Regions from separate parts of the Mus musculus genome. Here all the other regions are linked to region 2. A link is a contact called in public ChIA-PET data. All regions are on one chromosome and are shown on one strand. Each heading gives the region's core, a stretch centred on a gene start, on an enhancer-like site or on the middle of the called end of the contact. The rest is flanking DNA. Distances are from core to core; before and after follow the strand shown.

The links. ChIA-PET counts read pairs in DNA pulled down with a chosen protein or histone mark.
Region 1: an RNA polymerase II ChIA-PET map of memory CD8 T cells shows a contact between it and region 2, with 46 read pairs. The contact joins the promoter of Tmem243 here to the enhancer-like site in region 2. A contact is called at or near these places in 4 of 39 promoter capture datasets (the 3T3-L1 cell line, the C10 cell line, embryonic stem cells and 1 more), 1 of 15 datasets of contacts at CTCF or cohesin (the NIH/3T3 cell line), 1 of 484 Hi-C or Micro-C datasets (embryonic stem cells), 6 of 115 datasets of contacts at active chromatin or transcription factors (effector CD8 T cells, embryonic stem cells, memory CD8 T cells and 1 more) and 4 of 9 other capture datasets (adipose tissue, embryonic stem cells, liver and 1 more).
Region 3: an RNA polymerase II ChIA-PET map of memory CD8 T cells shows a contact between it and region 2, with 23 read pairs. The contact joins two enhancer-like sites. A contact is called at or near these places in 1 of 15 datasets of contacts at CTCF or cohesin (large pre-B cells), 1 of 484 Hi-C or Micro-C datasets (bone marrow-derived macrophages), 4 of 115 datasets of contacts at active chromatin or transcription factors (effector CD8 T cells, embryonic stem cells and memory CD8 T cells) and 3 of 9 other capture datasets (adipose tissue, embryonic stem cells and pancreatic islet).

What each region holds. Positions count from the first base shown.
Region 1 is chr5:9,099,398-9,102,363 of GRCm38.p6, forward strand. Tmem243 (transmembrane protein 243, mitochondrial) reads left to right here and starts at 1,340. Exons shown (of 5, transcript NM_001081029.1): 1 at 1,340-1,462; 2 at 1,820-1,998. The coding sequence starts at 1,921.
Region 2 is chr5:8,837,602-8,840,698 of GRCm38.p6, forward strand. Abcb1b (ATP-binding cassette, sub-family B (MDR/TAP), member 1B) reads left to right here. Exons shown (of 28, transcript NM_011075.2): 21 at 1-193. Among named protein-coding and RNA genes, the nearest start is that of Gm5106, 41 kb to the left of the region's middle. Within about 2 kb of position 1,675, at least 29 of the 459 cell types and tissues checked have an H3K27ac peak or open chromatin away from gene starts, as enhancers often do. A contact at or near this core is called in effector CD8 T cells and memory CD8 T cells, where this site is marked.
Region 3 is chr5:8,455,231-8,458,442 of GRCm38.p6, forward strand. No RefSeq gene overlaps it. Among named protein-coding and RNA genes, the nearest start is that of Slc25a40, 34 kb to the left of the region's middle. Within about 2 kb of position 1,526, at least 51 of the 459 cell types and tissues checked have an H3K27ac peak or open chromatin away from gene starts, as enhancers often do. A contact at or near this core is called in effector CD8 T cells and memory CD8 T cells, where this site is marked.

The DNA of each region.
Region 1 (2,966 bases), core at 90-2,589, 260 kb after region 2:
AGAGGTGAATATAATTTCCAAATATGTATGTTACCTATTTTACTATAAAACGTTGCCTATATGTTCTCTTGTTTCTCAAATAACTATACTTTAAAAAATATACTTGTATTTAAAGTCTTTATTTTTTCCCAGAATAATATTTCCAGAACTTTAACCTTTCAGAATTTTAGACTTTATGGATTTTGATTTGACTGTATATCAAATTTGGTATTATGGCATCTTTTGGGGTTGTTGACCAAGGCCCATAATTACTGTGTTATTTTGGTGGATAGTTGCTTAGCACACAGCAGATTCTCAAAGTATTGTTAGTTTTTATTTTATTATTTTGAGACAGGGTCTTGCTACTTAGTCTAGACTGTCCCTAATATTCAAAGGATTACAGCCTAGAGCCTCAAAAATATTTTTTGTTGAATGAAACTGAATATAAGTAAGTGAATTAATTTGTAGGACCTTTTAATATGAATCTTTAAATAGAACTTTTAATAGAAGTGGGTGCTGGATTATGTAGTATTGCTGTTGTTAAGGTAAAGTCGCGAGTAAACAGCTAATTTGTAAAACACGTGTAATGATTGGGCAATGGGGATATGTATAATACTTACGTGTACTCAGGGCTGGAAGTTCGTTGTGGTTGTTATTCCATCCCTTGTTCTAAACTGTTGCGTGGCACTGGAACCCATGTCTAGATTCTAAGCGTTCGTGGAGGTATCGCTTCAGCTTAGAGTCTCCTGCACACTAACACTTTCCGAACTTTCTTGAATCTAGCTAGGTATTAGTGTCAGCCCAATCCTATTAGTGTAGTTGTTTGGTTTTTAGCTTTTAGGAAGAACTTCAAATGTAGAGCGACGGTACTTGTGCAGCTTGTCCATTCCATTCAGCTCTCTAAGCCCCAAGACTCCAAAAAGGCCCAAGATGCGAAGCTCTGGCCTGTGGCAGCACCCCCACTGGACCAGGCAACGAAATACCTAACTGTTTATGTAAACTAGGACCTCTTATTCTGTGTGTAATACAGAATAAAACACGCATACACGATTGCCTCCGATACTGTAAAGTGTCCACATCCAAATCCTGGAGTGGTCGAAGCAGGTTGTCGGGTTTTAAGACGCCAAATTCGAGTCGGTCTTCAGAACCCTGCTTTAGCCACTACGTGCACCGCGCAGCCGCCAATTGCCAAGAGGCGGAGAAACGCTTGGCAGCGGGGACCCGCGCCTCGGTGGGACGACCCGCACCTCTGTAAATAAAGCTCTGCAGCCCAGGCGGCGCCTCTGCCCGTGGGATTGGCTGCCTGAGTCGTGACGCGATCTGGGCGGGCCCGACCGGTTTGCGACAGTGGCCGCAGGTCCCGGACCGGAGAGCCCGGGGGGACTCGCCGCACGGCGCCGGCGTCCGGCCGGCGTGTGGGGGCCACGGCTCGGGGTCGCGGCCGCTGCCTGGATCCGCCGCGCGCGCGGCGCGGGACGCCGAGGTCTGGCTTGCGGGCGCAGCCGGGGCTGCGGGGAGCACGGGGGACGGGACGCGAGCGGGCGGATGCGGAGCTCTCAGCCGAGCTAGGGTGGTGTGCGGGGCCGCCCGGCCCGCAACTTCACTCCCGCCGCCCCGCCGCGCGGGGGACTCGCGCCAGGCAAACTTTCTCCCGGTGGAGCCCCGGCCGAGATTGGGGGCGGCGGGCGCGGGCGGGGCGGCGGCCAAGCGCTGTTTGTTTCCTTTCACTTCCCGCGGCGGCCGCTGGAGATGAGGACGGCGGGGCTGGGGCGGAGCGGCCAGGGGCCCCCGGGAGTGACAGTCGCCCCGTCGGGATTTCCCGCCCTCCCCACCCCCCCAGGGCCCGGGCCATGCGTGCGCCGTGAGGGGCGGGCGTCCGGACTTCGCGAGCTGATGCGGACTCGCTTTTGAGCGTCCGGGGACGAGCGAAGCAGCCCTAAAATGGAGGACTTTGCTACCAGGACCTACGGGACCAGCGGCCTGGATAACAGACCTCTGTTCGGGGAGACGTCTGCCAAGGTGAGTGCGGGAGTGGGCCCCGGGCCAGAGTGCGAGAATCCCGCCTCCCTCCACCCCGCTGGCTCCTTGCAGCCTGCCTGGAGGGTACTTGGAAGTGGGAAGAACTGTTCTTGCCGTCCCGCCCCTCTCTTGGGATGTTTGCCCTGCACTCTGCACCAAGAGCAGTTTGGAGTGGAGAAAAGTTCAGAAAGTTCTGGGCAGTTTGTGGGAAGCCCTTACGGAGAGTGCGGAAACCCCACCGTGGAGGGAAAGTCCTGCGAAGGTTGCATAAGCGCACTTTCCAGCTCCACACTTCAGGTGTGCGTCCAGGGCTTTAGTGGTTTCAGGAGTGCATCGAGAGCCCAGGGTTGCTTCTGATGATTGCTTACCTAGAGTTCTTAAGAGGATGAGGATGTGAAGCAGCTCCATGAAGGTGGATGTTGGCCACAATCCCAGGAGGTGATCAAACAAAGGGTCCCAGCTCTCAAATAGGCAGAGGCACTAACCGTTTTCTAGAAGCTTGACTAGATAGAGCCTCTGGCCTGCAGTCAACAAAAGTCTTTCTCTGTACTTAGCGTTAACTTTCTGAAACTTGCTCCCCACCCCCAGCCCCCTTGCCTTGGGGACAATCAAGAAACTCTGTATTCAGCATAAAACTTTCTCAGAAGTCAGGGCAAGATTAACCTGTAGCTCTCTTACCCTCCCCCCCCCCCCACTTGTAAATGACGTTGGTGACTGTAGACCCCCTGACCCCTGATAGGAGCAGTCAGCCTTTGAAAGTTGCTGTGGTTACTGTAGAGCTGGGTTTCTTACCTTGTGGGAAGAGCCTGTACCACACACAGGGAACTTCTCCACCTGGCAGTCATGGGGAATCCTAAACTTGGAAGCTGCCAGTCTACCATGAAGATTACTTATTATTAAATTCCATATAGAATTTGATTTGTCTTGGGGTGCTTTACTAAGACATTTCAAGATGGATGTCTGGCTTC
Region 2 (3,097 bases), core at 425-2,924:
CAGGCTTGCTGTAGTTACCCAGAATGTAGCAAACCTCGGGACAGGAGTCATCCTCTCCTTAGTCTATGGCTGGCAGCTGACACTTCTACTTGTAGTAATTATACCGCTCATTGTATTGGGCGGAATTATTGAAATGAAGCTGTTGTCTGGCCAAGCCTTGAAGGACAAGAAACAGCTTGAGATCTCTGGGAAGGTGAGTCAAACTAAACGCAGTGCTTACCTGGCACAAAACAAAACAAAACAAAACAAAACAAAACAAAACAAAACAAAACAAAAACGACCCTTGGTGGTGATATTTAGCAATTCCCTGTCTGCTCTGGGGAGGGCCTTCAAACAATTCTTTGAGAAGAAACGTTAGCTCCCTGCAGAGCATAGCTGAGGGGAAGTGGGCAATGCATCTGTGTCTCAGAGACTGACTGACAGCTGCTTTTGACAGCTTTTCTGGTTTCAGTCATTGTCTCCACTTTCTCCTGGGTCCCCATCCAACCTGCTCCTTCTTTCTCTCCTTCTGTCTTTTCTCTCCCCCTTTCCTTCTCTCCCCCATCTTCTCTGTTGTTCTTTCTCTAAACCATTCCTTTCTCAGGAATGTAGACCTGCTTTGTTATGAATGACGCGGGACACTCATTATGGGACCGTCCACCTAGTGTTATTCTTTCTGTCTTAGATTATCTACCGTTCTTTCCCCTTTGTATGCCTCTTCCTCCCTCCCACATAGTTCCCCTTCACTCATCCCTCATTGATGTGCACACTCAGCTAAATTTTGTTCCACAGTTTGACAAATGCTTTTGAGGGACTTACTGGGTTTCCTGGCAAATGTTTTATTTCTTGCAATGAGACCCTGAGAGATATGTTCTGTTAGAACCTCATTTTTTTTCTAGGTGAGGCTGACAGATATGTAAGTGTGCCTTTCATGCCTTAGAGCCCATCACTCCTGGAGCCAGAATTCAAACTCAGGCTGCGGTACTCCAATTAGCTAGGAATCTACATTCTGTTATGATAGAGGTAGTCGTATAGCACACACTCTGCAGAAATGAGATTTTGGAAGAGCTGACCCCCTTCTCCCCCCCCCAGCCCCCAAAATGAGCCCAGTGTCTACTGGGGCTATATCTGCTGAAGGACAGTCCACATTCCCAAGACTTAGTGCCAGGTCCCCAGGGGGTGGGAAAGGTTTGGATACAAGCCAACCTATCCTTCAGATCTTTCAGTGGCTTCTAACCAGCTGCATGCAATCTGAGCTTTGTGCCCTAGTGCTTGATGACTGTTCTTCTCCTGCACTCCACTTCCTTCTCCACACTGCTGTGGCCAGCAGGGGCTTTTTGCCCCTTTCTGATTCCCTTGGACCTCACGGATGGCCTCTTTACATCATCCAGGTTTCTGAACTGCATTTTCAAAGGCCCTTCACACTGCCTGAGTGTGTGCTTCCTCCCCTCGGCCTCGAGGTTTCTCTTTTCTTTCTTTATTAATGAATGGTGTGACTTCCTTGCTAAAACCTAAGTTCCATGAAGCACGAGGCTGTCTCTGATGCTTTCCCTCTAAAGGAATGAGGTAAGCTTGAGGTTTCTGAGCAGTTCTGTGTAATGTAGAAGAACACGTATACTCAAGCATATGATGTTAAGAGCTGCTTGTATCCCAGCAACGCAGTGTCAGGGCCTTCTTACCTAGTGACAGTATGACGTCACAGACTGTTCATGTTTCCTGTGTTTGATGTCAGAGCCTCACTCACAGCGTCTGTGAAGTATGGGCCTGCTCATCATTTTCTGTCTATGATGTCAGAAGATGCTCATAGCCTTCACCCTGTCAAAGGCTTGTGCCTGTGTTCAGTCATGTTGCTAAGAACTAATGAGTATTTGTTGAAAAACAATGTAGTTTCTTTTTTTCAGTCTTGAAAGCCATAATTAAATTTGAATTCTGTTGAAGGCAGAAGGAGGATGGTGAAGAGGCTTATTCTTTTTTTTTTCAAAATCACACATTTTTTTTCCTGCAAAATTATTTTGTAAACAATACTTTCTGAAAGAAACCGCTATTTTTACTCTTTCAGCTAAAAGTTCTTTTTGTGTGGGGGAGGATCACTTAGTTTTAAAAACTTGTAGAGAATGAAGCCTAATTAAGAGTCCACATTTAAGGCTTTTCCTAATTGCTTCATTGTGCCTTGAAATGAAGAGATTGTCCCATGAAGTCTGTGCTGTAAAGCCTCACTTTCATCAGCAGTATGCACACTGAGAAAACATGACATTCTCAGACTCACCGCAGCCACGGCATCCTTGCCTCAGAAAGTGATGTGCAGGAAATCTTTATCTTTGTTGATCTGACCATGGATCTTGTTTTCTGTCACACATTGCTGTGGTTTGTACAGTGGTCCTTCTAACCCCGAAAGCTCTTCTATTATTTGAACAGTTATAATTACAAATACTTGTAACGTATCTTACTAAGATAATCTGAATAAATTCTTTTCTCTAGCATCTTTTCCTTACTGTCAGGATTTTTAAAAAAAATACATATATATTTGGTGTGTGAGTATGCAGTTGTATGTGAGCATGGGTGCCTGTGCATATGTATAGGAGGTAAGAGGTCAGCATCAGGGGTGTACTGGCTAGTTTTGTGTCAACTTGACACAGCTGGAGTTATCACAGAGAAAGAAGCTTCAGTTGGGGAAATGCCTCTATGAGATCCAACTGTAAGGCATTTTCTCAATTAGTGATCAAGGGGGAAAGGCCCCTTGTGGGTGGGACCATCACTGGCCTGGTAGTCTTGGGTTCTATAAGAGAGCAGGCTGAGCAAGCCAGGGGAAGCAAGCCAGTAAAGAACATCCCTCCATGGCCTCTGCGTCAGCTCCTGCTTCCTGACCTGCTTGAGTTCCAGTCCTGACTTCCTTTGGTGATGAAAAGCAATGTGGAAGTGTAAGCCGAATAAGCCCTTTCCTCCCCAACTTGCTTCTTGGTCATGATATTTGTGCAGGAATAGAAACCCTGACTAAGACAAGGGGTCATTTCTCAAAAGCCATCTGCCTTGTCTTTGAGTTGGAGACCTTGAGCCCACTGATTAGGCTACGCTGGCCGGGCAGCAAGGATCCCCTGTCTCCTTCTCTAGTGCTGAGATT
Region 3 (3,212 bases), core at 276-2,775, 380 kb before region 2:
AAGACTTCCTTTTAGACCAGAGAGAGCTTGGAGGCACAATGTAGGTACCCAGAACACACAAACACACACATCAGGTTAGAATATATATAACTTAATTTATATAACTTAAAGTAGCTTACAAAATTATGAAGATAGTTTCTGTGCCCAGCATTGTGTTACCCGTTGATCCTAAGCTAAGATTGTGTGGTTTTTCTTCAAGTGGAGTCTCAACTGGGATCCAGAGAAAAGTACGACGACAGGGCACCCCAGCCAGCAACGGGAATTGGGAAGTGTGGGCCATGGGTGGCAACATCCCACCATGGGAACTTAGCATCCTAGTGGGAGAACTCTGGCTGGCCTGGCCTGGCCTCCTGTGCCTTGCCAGTGATAGTGTGGATTACCATTTAACATTTCACACAATACTTCTTCCTGTATTCCTGGTGCCTTCTTCCTGCTCTCTCCTTGTGGTCTCTCTAAGCCCACCTGTGTCTCTTCTGCCCAGCTATTGGCTGTTGGCATCTTTATTCTCCAATCAGAATTACTTTGGGGCCTTCACTTAGCATTACAGTTGACAGGAAGAGAGAAACCACAAAAGTGATTTCCTTTCCTTTTTTTTTTTTTAATTAAAATATGTTGTGCTTGCTTAGAAGTACCACTGGCTTTCATATACAATCACTATAAAATGCTATGAAATACATACATGAAAGTTCATTATTAAACTTAACCTTTCCCTTAAGTTGTTATATTTCTTTTTTATTGTTAGAAAAGAGCAGGGAACAGAGCATAGAAACATATTTGAAATAGTATTATTGTTAATATGGGAAAAGGTCCCCTATTCTTGCCAAAAAAAAGTGATTAGGACAAAAATAAGTTAACTACATTTTTGTTAGTGACACATTGCAAGCCATGCAGCTGGATAAGAAGTGTAAATTGGGACTGGAAATCTGGCTCAGCTTACAAGCATTGACTGCTCTTCCAGAGAACCTGAGTTCCTTTCCCAGCAACCACATGGTACTTCACAACTATCTGTAGCTTCAGTTCCAGTGGGCTTCCACAGGCACTACATACACGTAGTATATATACATACGTGTCTATATACATAAGAGTGTAGGCAAAACACCCATACACAAGAAATTGTTTTAAAAAATGACATTTTCCCTACTTTTAACTCATTAGCATTAATATTTGGAAAATAACTTTGTTTTATAGTAGTATTTGAATACATTTAGTTTCTGAAATAAATATTACTCTTTAAATTTTCTCCAAAACTTTTCTCTTCTAAATTAATGTAACCATTGTTGGCTTGAATGGCTATCCTCAGATATCACATTATAGTAACAAACTAAGCTTTTGACCCTGTATGCTTGTTAGGTTTTTGGTGCATTCACGTGGGATTTGCAGAGTGTATATGCACGTTCTTTGTCATGTGGTTGGTTGTTGCCTGAATGTGAGACGTTCCTCATACGTGCCTATGTTTAAACACTCAGTCCACAGTTGGTAGCCTTGTTTTAGAAGTTGTGGGTTCTTTAGTAGCTAGAGCCTTGATGGAGACAGTGAGTCACTGTGGGTGGGGCTTCAGGTTGGCACTCTTTCTCTAGGTTGGCAGTGCAGTGTAACCAGCCTGCTTCACACTCTTGCTGCCACCACGATAAGCTACATTCCTGGGGATAAGCCACAATGGACACTTCTCTCAAGTTGCTTCTTTCTAGGGATTTGGGCAAAATGACAATCCTAGTGATGATTATTATAAAGGATACAAACTTAAGGTTTAATGTTAAAGAAAAGTTAAGTTCTCATAATTTATTACTGAAATACTGTTTTTAAAGAAATGTATTAAAACCTTTAACCACATACACATTAACCTAATACATATCTGGCTTTTTACAAAATGGAGTAAAATTCAATTTTCCCCAAAAATGTTCTTGCATATGACACATGATTTTTTTTTCTCTACTTTTCTTGGGCATAAATTTAGGGACACATGAAAATTTTATTCACTGTATTACTTTTACATTTTTCCAAAATTAGAATTAGAATTCTAAAATTCCCATTTTAGAATTAGAGACTGTTGCTTTTATTTGTTAATCTGTCAACATTTATTAAGACATTTTAAATCTGGAAAGATAGCTCAATAGGTAAAGATGTTTGCCACCAAGCATAACAACCTGTGTTCAAGCCCCAGGTTCCACACAGGATAGAATCAGTTCTGACAACTGGGGCAAGTAACCCAACAGTCTGAAAGCCTCCCTGGAGTTCTGTACACAGGGGAACAGAAACCACAGTCCATAGGCCTCCCTGGAGAACATCTGCACACAGGGCAACAAGTTGACTGCTCCTCTGAAAACCAAAGAGTCTAAAGGCCTCACAGGAGATCTACTGCAGCCAGGGCAACGGATACTTAGCTCCTCTACCCCTCTTAAGACCCCACAGTTGGAAGGCCCCACGGAAGGAAGAAATACAGGAAAACACAATCAAACAGATGAAGGAATTGAATAAAGCAGTCAAAACCTAAAAGTGGAAGTGGAAACAATAAAGAAAACACAAATGGAGACAACCCTGGAAATGGGAAACCTAGGAAAGAGGTCAGGAATTACAGAGGTAAGCATCACCAACTTGAGTTGTTCAGTTTCCATGGGTATGTGGGCTTACTGTAGTTTTGGTTCTTACTGAAGACCAGCTTTAATTCGTAATCGTCTGATAGGATGCATGGGATTATTTCAGTCTTCTTGTATTGGTTGAGGCCTGTTTTGTGCCCAATCATATGGTCAGTTTTGGAGAAGGTACCATGAGGTGCTGAGAAGAGGTATATTGTTTTGTTTTAGGGTGAAATGTTCTGTAAATGTCTGTTAAATCCATTTGGTTCATAACCTCTATTAGTTTCACTGTGCCTCTGTTTAGTTTCTGTTTCCATGATCTGTCCATTGATGAGGTTGGGGTGTTGAAGTCTCCCACTATTATTGTGTGGGGTGCAACATGTGCTTTGAGCTGTACTAAAGTTTCTTTTATGAATGTGGATGCCCTTGCATTTGTGGCATAGATGTTCAGAATTGAGACTTTCTCTTGGTGGATTTTTTACTTTGATGAATATGAAATGTCCTTCCTCATCTCACTGATAACTTTTAGTTGAAAGTCTATTTTATTGGATATTAGGATGGCAACTCTAGCTTGTTTCTTGGAACCGTTTGCTTGGAAGACCTTTTCCCAGCCTTTTACTCTGAGCATAGTGTTGCTTA